Linked DNA regions of Gossypium hirsutum: region 2 is linked to region 1. The links are chromatin contacts, called in public Hi-C maps. All regions are on one chromosome and are shown on one strand. The core of a region is the stretch at or near the end of the contact, and the rest is flanking DNA. Distances in the headings are between cores, read along the strand shown. Region 1 has its middle 8.6 kb from the start of LOC107956518. Region 2 holds the start of LOC107953216 (MLO-like protein 6).

Region 1 (4,395 bases), core at 928-3,427:
TGCCATCGTCGTGTCATCGTGATGTAAGAATGATCCTTTTCACGACATCGCCATCGTGAATGCTCTTCCATATTCATCACATCTTCGTGACGAAAGGAAGCTCCTTGTTAGGACGTTGAGTATATCCTAAGCCTAAATTGGCATCCTACACACTTAAATAGCTCATTAGTCACTCACGAGGCCCGAGCCGACCTTATGGATCATCGAAATAACAGAAAATGCGTAAAACACTTGTTTTGTTAATATTTAGATCCTAGGCTACTAATACTAAAAATGCAATACTTAATTATAAAAGTGCAAGAAAACAAACTCATCAAGTGCGGAAATGACCTAAAATAAGTATTGCATTTGATGTCAGGTCACGAAGGTACCAACTTGGGTGACGGAATACAATTTCAAGTACAAACTAGGTATAAAAAAAAGTTCAGATACCAACTACATATCAACCCTTTATATGATGTAGCATATAGTTATTTTTTTTAAAGCTTACAAGTATAGCAAAATCAAAATCAAAATATAATTATATTTTCTTGTAGTCATAAAGTAAAATTAAATTATTACAGTACAAATGGATTAAAAATTAGAATTTAAAATAAATTAATAAAACTAAAAGAAAACAACTTATAATGAAACTCAAATACCTCCGCATATAATTTACCTACAATAAATCTCAAACTTAAATACTCAAAACTCAAAATTTCCATATTTATTATAATTTTTGAATAATTGATCCATGTGAGTTTTGTCAACATTTAATATATAAGGTCAAAATCCACCTAACAATTATTCATGGCTTTTTTTCATCAAAGTATTATATATTTACTTTTCCTTATGGTATATTTATAGCTTATACTATATAGATTTTGTTAAACTCGTACATTTGGATTACTTTCATATTGTTCTTTTATGTTATGTTGTAATTTCTTTTACATATTTTGTAATTATATTAGGTTGAAAGTGTTACGTTTTAATTATTTTTACATATTATATAATTGTATTATGTTGAAATGAATGAGGTGAAATAAACATAATTATGAAACATATAAAAATATTTTATTTGTATAATTAATATAAGAAAAATTGATAAGACAATATATGTTGTTTAATTGAAATGTTTTTTTATGATGAAAATATTTTTTATATTCATTTTATGATCATGAACACTGATTATTTTAAGATTTTTAGTTTTATCTTCTAACAATGTTATTCTTAATATTTAAACTTAAATTATCTCCCTAAAAATATCATGTATCTTACTATTACACCCTTAAATTTGTCAAATAATATAAAACAACCTACAATTTTTCCCTAAAATTTGGGTTTCTATCATAATTATCCAAATGTATTCTAATTTATTAAATTGATTATTTTAGTTAGTTATCTATGAAATAATTGATTATATGCTAACTATTTTAATTAAGAACAAGATTCATAAAGAGATAACAAGATTTTTACGTGTGAGATGTTCATTTATCTCAATAAGGTGTCCTTTTATTTCAATAAATATATTCCAATTAACAACATAAAAGGAGGAGTATTAAGATTTCTTTATTGGTAGCCTAAAAAATAGAGTTTAGTTCAGTAGAATGCTTTGCAATCTTTTTTCTTTCAACTCCCGTAATAAGGATTCATGGGTGGGGAGTCTGAATGGGCCATTTAGTCAGAAAGAAAATTTGTTCTCCTAAAATATTTTTTAAGAAATTTCAATTTTACAAAATAGAGAGAAAAGAGGGGGAGATAGAGAAAAGAGAGTATTTATATGGGATTAATAAAATAATATTTTATATTTAATTATTTTATGTAAAAATATTTTTTATAAGTACATAAATTACAATAATATAATTTTATGATATTAAGAAAATAATTTTAATTTTTTACATAAAAATATCATACAGAAGATAAAATAATCTTTTAAACTAATGTATTATTCCATATAACTAAATAAAATTATTCCATTCAATCAAACAAATATGATAATGGTAGGATCTTTTTATTCCATTTTCATCGAATTAACTTACTCTTTTTCATTTTTAAATAAGCTTTAATCATAATGGTAGTGAATGGTGTGCACTATAAACATTATACTCTACCCCTAACATTTTTCTTCTTCTGACAATCACAACTATCCAAAGTGCATATCTAGCTAGCAGTTAATTTCAAAGGCCCACGTAAGAAGAGGGCCTCAAATTTTCCACATTGACTTGACTCTTCCGGCACACTGACAATTTCATGGCCTTTCCTACACGTTATCATAAAAGGGATTTCTACAACATAAATAAATAAAAACTTGTTTAGAATGTCATGATGTTGGAAGACAATTTGCAGCTATCACATCAAAATTGCCGCTCTATCCAATTTAGATAGAATTTCAACAGCTTTTGAATCCACTCCTCCAACTCATACCTATTTCATTTACCCTTTGATTGTAATCCCATTTCTTTTAAAAGCATATATGAAAAATAGTTATTATGTAATATTTCTCCTCCAAGTATTTAAAGATTTTTATTACTTAGAAGTTTTATTTCGTTATAATTTTAGGTATTAATCGTTAACTTTGGTTAAATAAAATTTCTAAACTAATTAAATTATAACACGTGATATTTTTAATTAAATAAAAATATTTAAACCAATTAAATTATGACTAATGTTCTCAGTTTCATATAGCTAAGGATTTGGAAGTAATCGACCAATTGCGTACTCATTTACATATCCATTGCAACTAAAAGATGTATAGTCTGTAAAGTCGAATACAAACACAAGTACATTACAAGTATATATTGTATGATGAATCAAACTTGGATTTACACTTCCAGAAAGAGGAATATGTGAAAGAAAGTTGAATTACCCAAAAAACCAATTGACTAGTTACCTATAAACTTCTACCATGTCCTTTTTTTCTAAGGGTAACATGAATGGAGTGTCATATCTAAAACTACGATCTATGTTAAAAAAAGAGCGTTGCTAAGAAACAATTTGCATAATTGAATTAGTGCCTGAGATAATTTCTCTCGCCCTTCTACTTTGAAGGCTCGATGCTCTCACCACTAAATTCACCTCTTGTGAATTTAGCAAATAAAATCACAACACAGAGGTTTTACTATCACTATGCACTCATACAATAAGGTTCCTCACTTAGAACATATTAAGTATTCAATTCTCTCCATACATAAACCTATACAAATCTCTCAATTATATAGAGTTTATTGAGACTTGCTTCCATAAGAATATCTATCATAATCCCTATAAAACAGGCACATACAAGTTGAATACAGTAGAATAAAAACAAACAAGATAAACAAATATTCTTCGCAACTAAGTCTTTAGTGGTCTAATCCAATCCAAGTTTTTTTTATTCAAGGGATTAGATAAGGGTAATCTTATTCAATCCAATCACCAATAAATGATTCCCCATGTGATATGATCTTCCATAATGGGCTAGATATCATCCATATATTCATCATAGCCTAAATAGTCATTTCAATAAATTCTCAACACATTAAATATGGAAATTATCTCCATATAGATTTAGTAGGCAGTGGAGTGGGTACTCCCTCTAGCATCAAATTGTCAATGTCTTAATTTTCAACAGTCACCCTAGAGATAAAGGAAGAAAAAAACGTTAGATATTTAAATTAACCCTAAGATGATCCATTTATAATTACTCAAATTTGGATTCATATGATGGAAAAAAATCTTATAAAAAAGTCTATGTTGAATTAGAATAATATATGTGATAAAATTCCAATCAGACATTTAAATGTAATATCAATTTTTCTACAAATCTTAATCGTATCGATCATAGGTTGTGATCTTGTAAAAATATTATAACATTGGTAGTATTATTATAACCCAAGTATCATAAATAGTGAGTGACATTTAGCACCGCATTACTATTACTCAAGTTGTAGAAATGTTGTGGTCCGAAAAAACTTTTTCGCGATAATGTTGTGGTCCGAAAAAATGAGTTTGATATCTCATATCAGCTCATTTGAGCATGAAAATACATTTATAGTCTCACTCAATTAGGGGACCCAAGATGTCACTCCATATATGTAAAAGACAAATATTATATTAATCAATCATATCCCATTACAAAGTTTGTGGTATACCTAACAACAATCTTCATAGTACATCCAATTACAGAAGATATTCGATTACGTCGAAATGTACAATTCCCTATGTTGGAAACTATGATGATCTCAAGTCCAAGGATTTACATACACTATTACCACAATGAGAATAACTATGACTTTCACATAATAATCCAAAAAGCACTGTCATGGTCAGTCAATCCAAGACATTATTTTCTAACATGTACATGTAGATGTCACGAGGCTAGAATTTTAGTCTCACAATCCTTGTGACCTTAGGCGATATCTTGGTTTCAAATCAGCC
Region 2 (4,395 bases), core at 1,035-3,534, 60 kb before region 1:
AAATAATTACCATAATAAATCCATGTCGGAGAGTCAAGTAATCAACTTTAGGGACTGACCTAACAAACTGTCTAAAGAAACACACCTGCAAATAAATAAAAACAATCCCATGCGTTTTTTAACCCATTGCTGTATTATTTTGTTTATTAAATATATTATACTAAGAATATAAATGAAACAATTTTTTTTAATTAAGTATGAGTCAGGTTTAGAAAGAAAACGTGGGAAAATCAAAGATAAAAAGTCAAAAGTGTTGTAAATTTGGGCATTCTGTGGTCCTTTGTCTATAAAAGGCAGTTTGGCAACCTTAATGTTCTATATAGTTTTTTTTTTTAAATACAATTTGGGCAATCTTTAATATGGGTAATTTTACAAATAAAAAAAATGAAAACTTATTCAAATATGATATTTAATATTATTTAAAAATATGCTTATAAATAGAATAATATGTAAACCTTGGCAGTAAGGCTTTAGCATGCAATGCGTATTGTTAATTTTATTGTTGTAAAAAGGAAAAGACTATAAAGTAAAAGGAGAAGAGAGGGTGAAATTTGGTTACAATCCGCATAAGAATGGGGTTTTTGGTCCAAAAGCTAAGATGCCTCCGTCCAAATGACGTTTCCCTTGCAAATCTGAACCGCTCCGGATCTGTCACCAAATCAATTTTTATTTATTTATTTATTTTAATTTCTAAAAAAATCATCATTTTAAAACTTAATTCCCCTCTAATAAGAATTTTTCTTTTTATGTAAACATATAATTAAACATGAAGTCAATAAAGTAAAATATATAAAACGTTGGAAGATAATAAAATAATGGACCACGTTTTCAGTAAACTACACCAAAAATAATATATAGTCTGCACTAACCATGTGAGAACTGATATTCGATTGTTCCTGTTTCCTTTTCCCATCTCTTCCACCTTTTCATCTACAAAAAGAAAAGAAAAGAAAAAAAGAAGAGAGTTATTTCATGTTTTGTAAACTAGAAAGGAGGAATATTAAGAAATTAGTACCTTAGCTCTCCCCAATGCCAATGTAAGAACACAGTAAAGGACATGAAAAAGAGCTAGCACAAATATGAAAAGGTGAAGTTGGTGGATTCCTCCCGATGAAACAAACGGCACTTTACCCTGCAGCATTAATGATTTATTTACAAATCATTGATTATTTGATGCATCAATGGGGCCTCAAATTTTTCCCATTTTATGCAGTCCGATAATAACAAATCATTTGAAATGACAATTTATTCAATTTTTTTAGTTTTTTCTCATAAACTTTATTGTAATTAGATGGTGTGAAAATGAACGTTTTACCAATTTTGAGTCATAAAAGAAAAGCAACTTGAGAATATTATTACATACATAAATTAGCTGGGGTCATACCTGATCTGCACATTTGTCCACTGAAGGTCCCGCCAATGAACGCCGGAAAACTACACCCGAGTTCGAGACAGTGAGAAGTCTCCGTCGATGCTCCGTATCTGTTTTATCTTGATCATCAGATTCATTCAATTTCTCTTCTTGTTTCTTATTGCATGGATGCCAAGTAGCTGCAATTTCCTTCGATATGCATATATCTGATATTAAACCTTGTCCTACTGTTAGAAGTAAGGATATAAATCCCAGCAGCATAAGCTCTGCAAAAAAGAATACCCATAATATATATATATATATCACTTCTTTGTCTAATGGATTATTGACCTTTCAAATTCATTCATTAAATCGGGTTAAAATGTTTTACCTGATTTAATCTTTTCCAGTGCTTCATAAAGTGCTCGTTTATGCTTGTTCTTCAACCACTGCAAAAACATTAAAACAAGTATGAGATTTGGAGATTAAACAGCCATTACAAGGCCCCAAAAATGAGGTTGAAATAAAAAATCATACCTTTCCAATCATATGGAGAATGTGTTCAATGATGATTGAAATCAAAACCAAAGCAAAACAAACAACAGCAACAGCCCATGTGGGTGTTTCCTCCAGAGTTCTTCCTCCACTTCCCCCTGCCATGTTTTCCTTAATTTCCTCAAACTTCAGATTCACTTTGATGAAAACCCTCGATGATCTATTTGTGCTGATAGAATGAAGTTTGTCAAGTAGTAGCTTTAGAAACAAAGAAATATATATGAGTTCTTGAATATATCTAGAAGGAAAAGGAATGTGAATACAGATTCTTCTATCAAAAATAAGGTCTAAAATGCTTTGAATATTGTGAAAGAGAATTTTAATGAATTTTGGCAGTATTTATTTTGATGAAAGCGATATGAAAGAAAGTTGCAGCGGAAAGCAGCGTAGAAAGGCAAGTTGGGATGACTTTGACAACGCGTAGGGGCAAAAGGAAAGAGAAAATCAAAATTTAAATAATTGCCCCAGGAGTCCTATCAAAAAATTTAAAAACCAGATGTTTTAGATAAATTTGAATTTTTTGTTTTTTTTCTTCCACCTTGATGTAATTGCACATGATCACTCACCTGAGTTTTTCTTTTTCCCACTTAGACTCTTTTTGGATAATCAAGCTGTTTATTTATTATTAGTGTAAAAATAATGATGTCTATCACGATATTATAGTTAGAGACAAAAATTAAACTAAACGCAATTCACTGGAGATAAACGCTCATTCGAATCGCCTTAATCTCAAGAATTTTTAAGATTGCCTTTTTGAAAAAAAAAATTATAGAAAAATCTTTTTAATTTGATACTGAAAAAAATAAAAATATCTATTAAAAGTGATTATATAAAATAATTTTGGCATAATATCAAATTTAGTTTTCAACGTTTAAATTTATCAATTTGATCATTATTCTTTCTTAGCTAAATTTAGCCCTAGCTTTTAAAAAAGAGTCAAATTGTTCTTTTTAACAGAAATGCTAACTAAAACATAAATCCTTTTAACGACTTTGGTGTGACAACCAATATGAACATGATAGTCCACATGTTCTTTAAAGCTAACATGACACTATTTGTTTTATGTCATGCCAATGAATAATTTTAAAAATATAAAAAATAAAAATATCTAAAATCTAAAAAAATTATAAATAAATCATAACAATTCAAAAAAAAATTACTTGTCCTGGCTCCATTAAATTAAATTATTATTTTACCCATATATATTTAAAATTATTAAAAATATAAAAATGTGTTATAAAAAAATCACAAGTTTTATGTTTAAATATTTAATTGCTTTTAAAATATTAAAAATATTAAAAATAACTAGCAAAAATTAAATTGAAGCGGGGCGAACAATGGAGCGCAGATGGATGAATCCAACATCCACGAAAGTGGTAGTGGTTTTCAATATTACACAGAGGTGGATGATGGGGTAGAAAATACAAACTGTGATGCGGTAATGGATTTAGCAACTTTTGCCATCGCCTTGATCCATTACCATCCTTAATAATATCTTGACGCCCATGGATGTCGATTTTAAGAGTGAATGTTTGATCAACATATTTATTTTGTTGTTGGCACAACCAACTTTATTGAATATAGTGGAAATCAACTCTTATGGTTGTCGATTTCCACTATAAAAACACACTCATCCTTCTTTTCTTCTCATCCAAAATCTTCTCATACTCTCAAACTTTACAAAAGACTTACTCTTATTGACATAGTTTTTCAAAGAGAAACTAATTGATCACTTTGCCAACTATTTCAATATAGTGAAATATCTAATTCATTTTCTTTTATTTTTCATTATTATAAAAATATTTGTAAGATTTCCATATTTTAATATTATTTTTTACGATTTTTTAACCATATAAAAATCAAACTCTACAGACCTAACACAATTTACACTTCTTGAATGTCGACCCTTGTAAAAAAAATAGAATGTCGGTAATGACAATATATCATAAAGAAAAGAAATAAAAAATAAAGAACACACATATTTTACGTAGAAACCCTTTCGGGAAAAAACCATGGGCAAAGGAGAAGAAAATTTACTATGTCGAATTCGAATGATTACAAGAGGAATAAACTATGTCTATTTATAGGCTTGTAAAATCATGTTCTAATAGGAGTGTAGTAAGATTGAAACACCTTATTCTAATCAATATCAAATAGATGGAGTTTAATAAGGTTTAAAAAACCTTATTCTAAAATAAAATAAAATAAGTATAGTTATGTATGGATTTACTTTTATTTTATTTTACCACTGTATTTTATTTAAATAAGGATTCAGATCACTCAACTTTAACAATATCCACTTTGACACGAATTCTTAATGAACAAGTTCTTCATCGCAAACTCTTAACGAACAAGTTCTCCACCTCTTCCATAAAACCCCTTAAGGGTTTAACTTTAACAATGAACACCAACCAAGTCTAAGCAATGCTCAAACTTAGTTATAGGAAGTGACTTAGTCATCATATCTGTAGGATTTTCATGAGTACTAA

Evidence for each region. A called contact is a pair of places that touch in the nucleus more often than the background predicts.
Region 2: a Hi-C map of leaf shows a contact between it and region 1, with 2.8 times the contacts expected there. The contact joins the promoter of LOC107953216 here to the enhancer-like site in region 1. A contact is called at or near these places in 6 of 34 Hi-C or Micro-C datasets (anther, callus, cotyledon and 2 more).

What each region holds. Positions count from the first base shown.
Region 1 is chrA07:22,648,578-22,652,972 of Gossypium_hirsutum_v2.1, reverse strand. No RefSeq gene overlaps it. Among protein-coding and RNA genes, the nearest start is that of LOC107956518, 8.6 kb to the left of the region's middle. Within about 2 kb of position 2,177, at least 1 of the 9 cell types and tissues checked has an H3K27ac peak or open chromatin away from gene starts, as enhancers often do. A contact at or near this core is called in leaf, where this site is marked.
Region 2 is chrA07:22,708,697-22,713,091 of Gossypium_hirsutum_v2.1, reverse strand. LOC107953216 (MLO-like protein 6) reads right to left here and starts at 2,284. Exons shown (of 15, transcript XM_016888455.2): 1 at 1,889-2,284; 2 at 1,743-1,800; 3 at 1,385-1,638; 4 at 1,016-1,132; 5 at 870-930; 6 at 560-648; 7 at 11-85. The coding sequence starts at 2,011.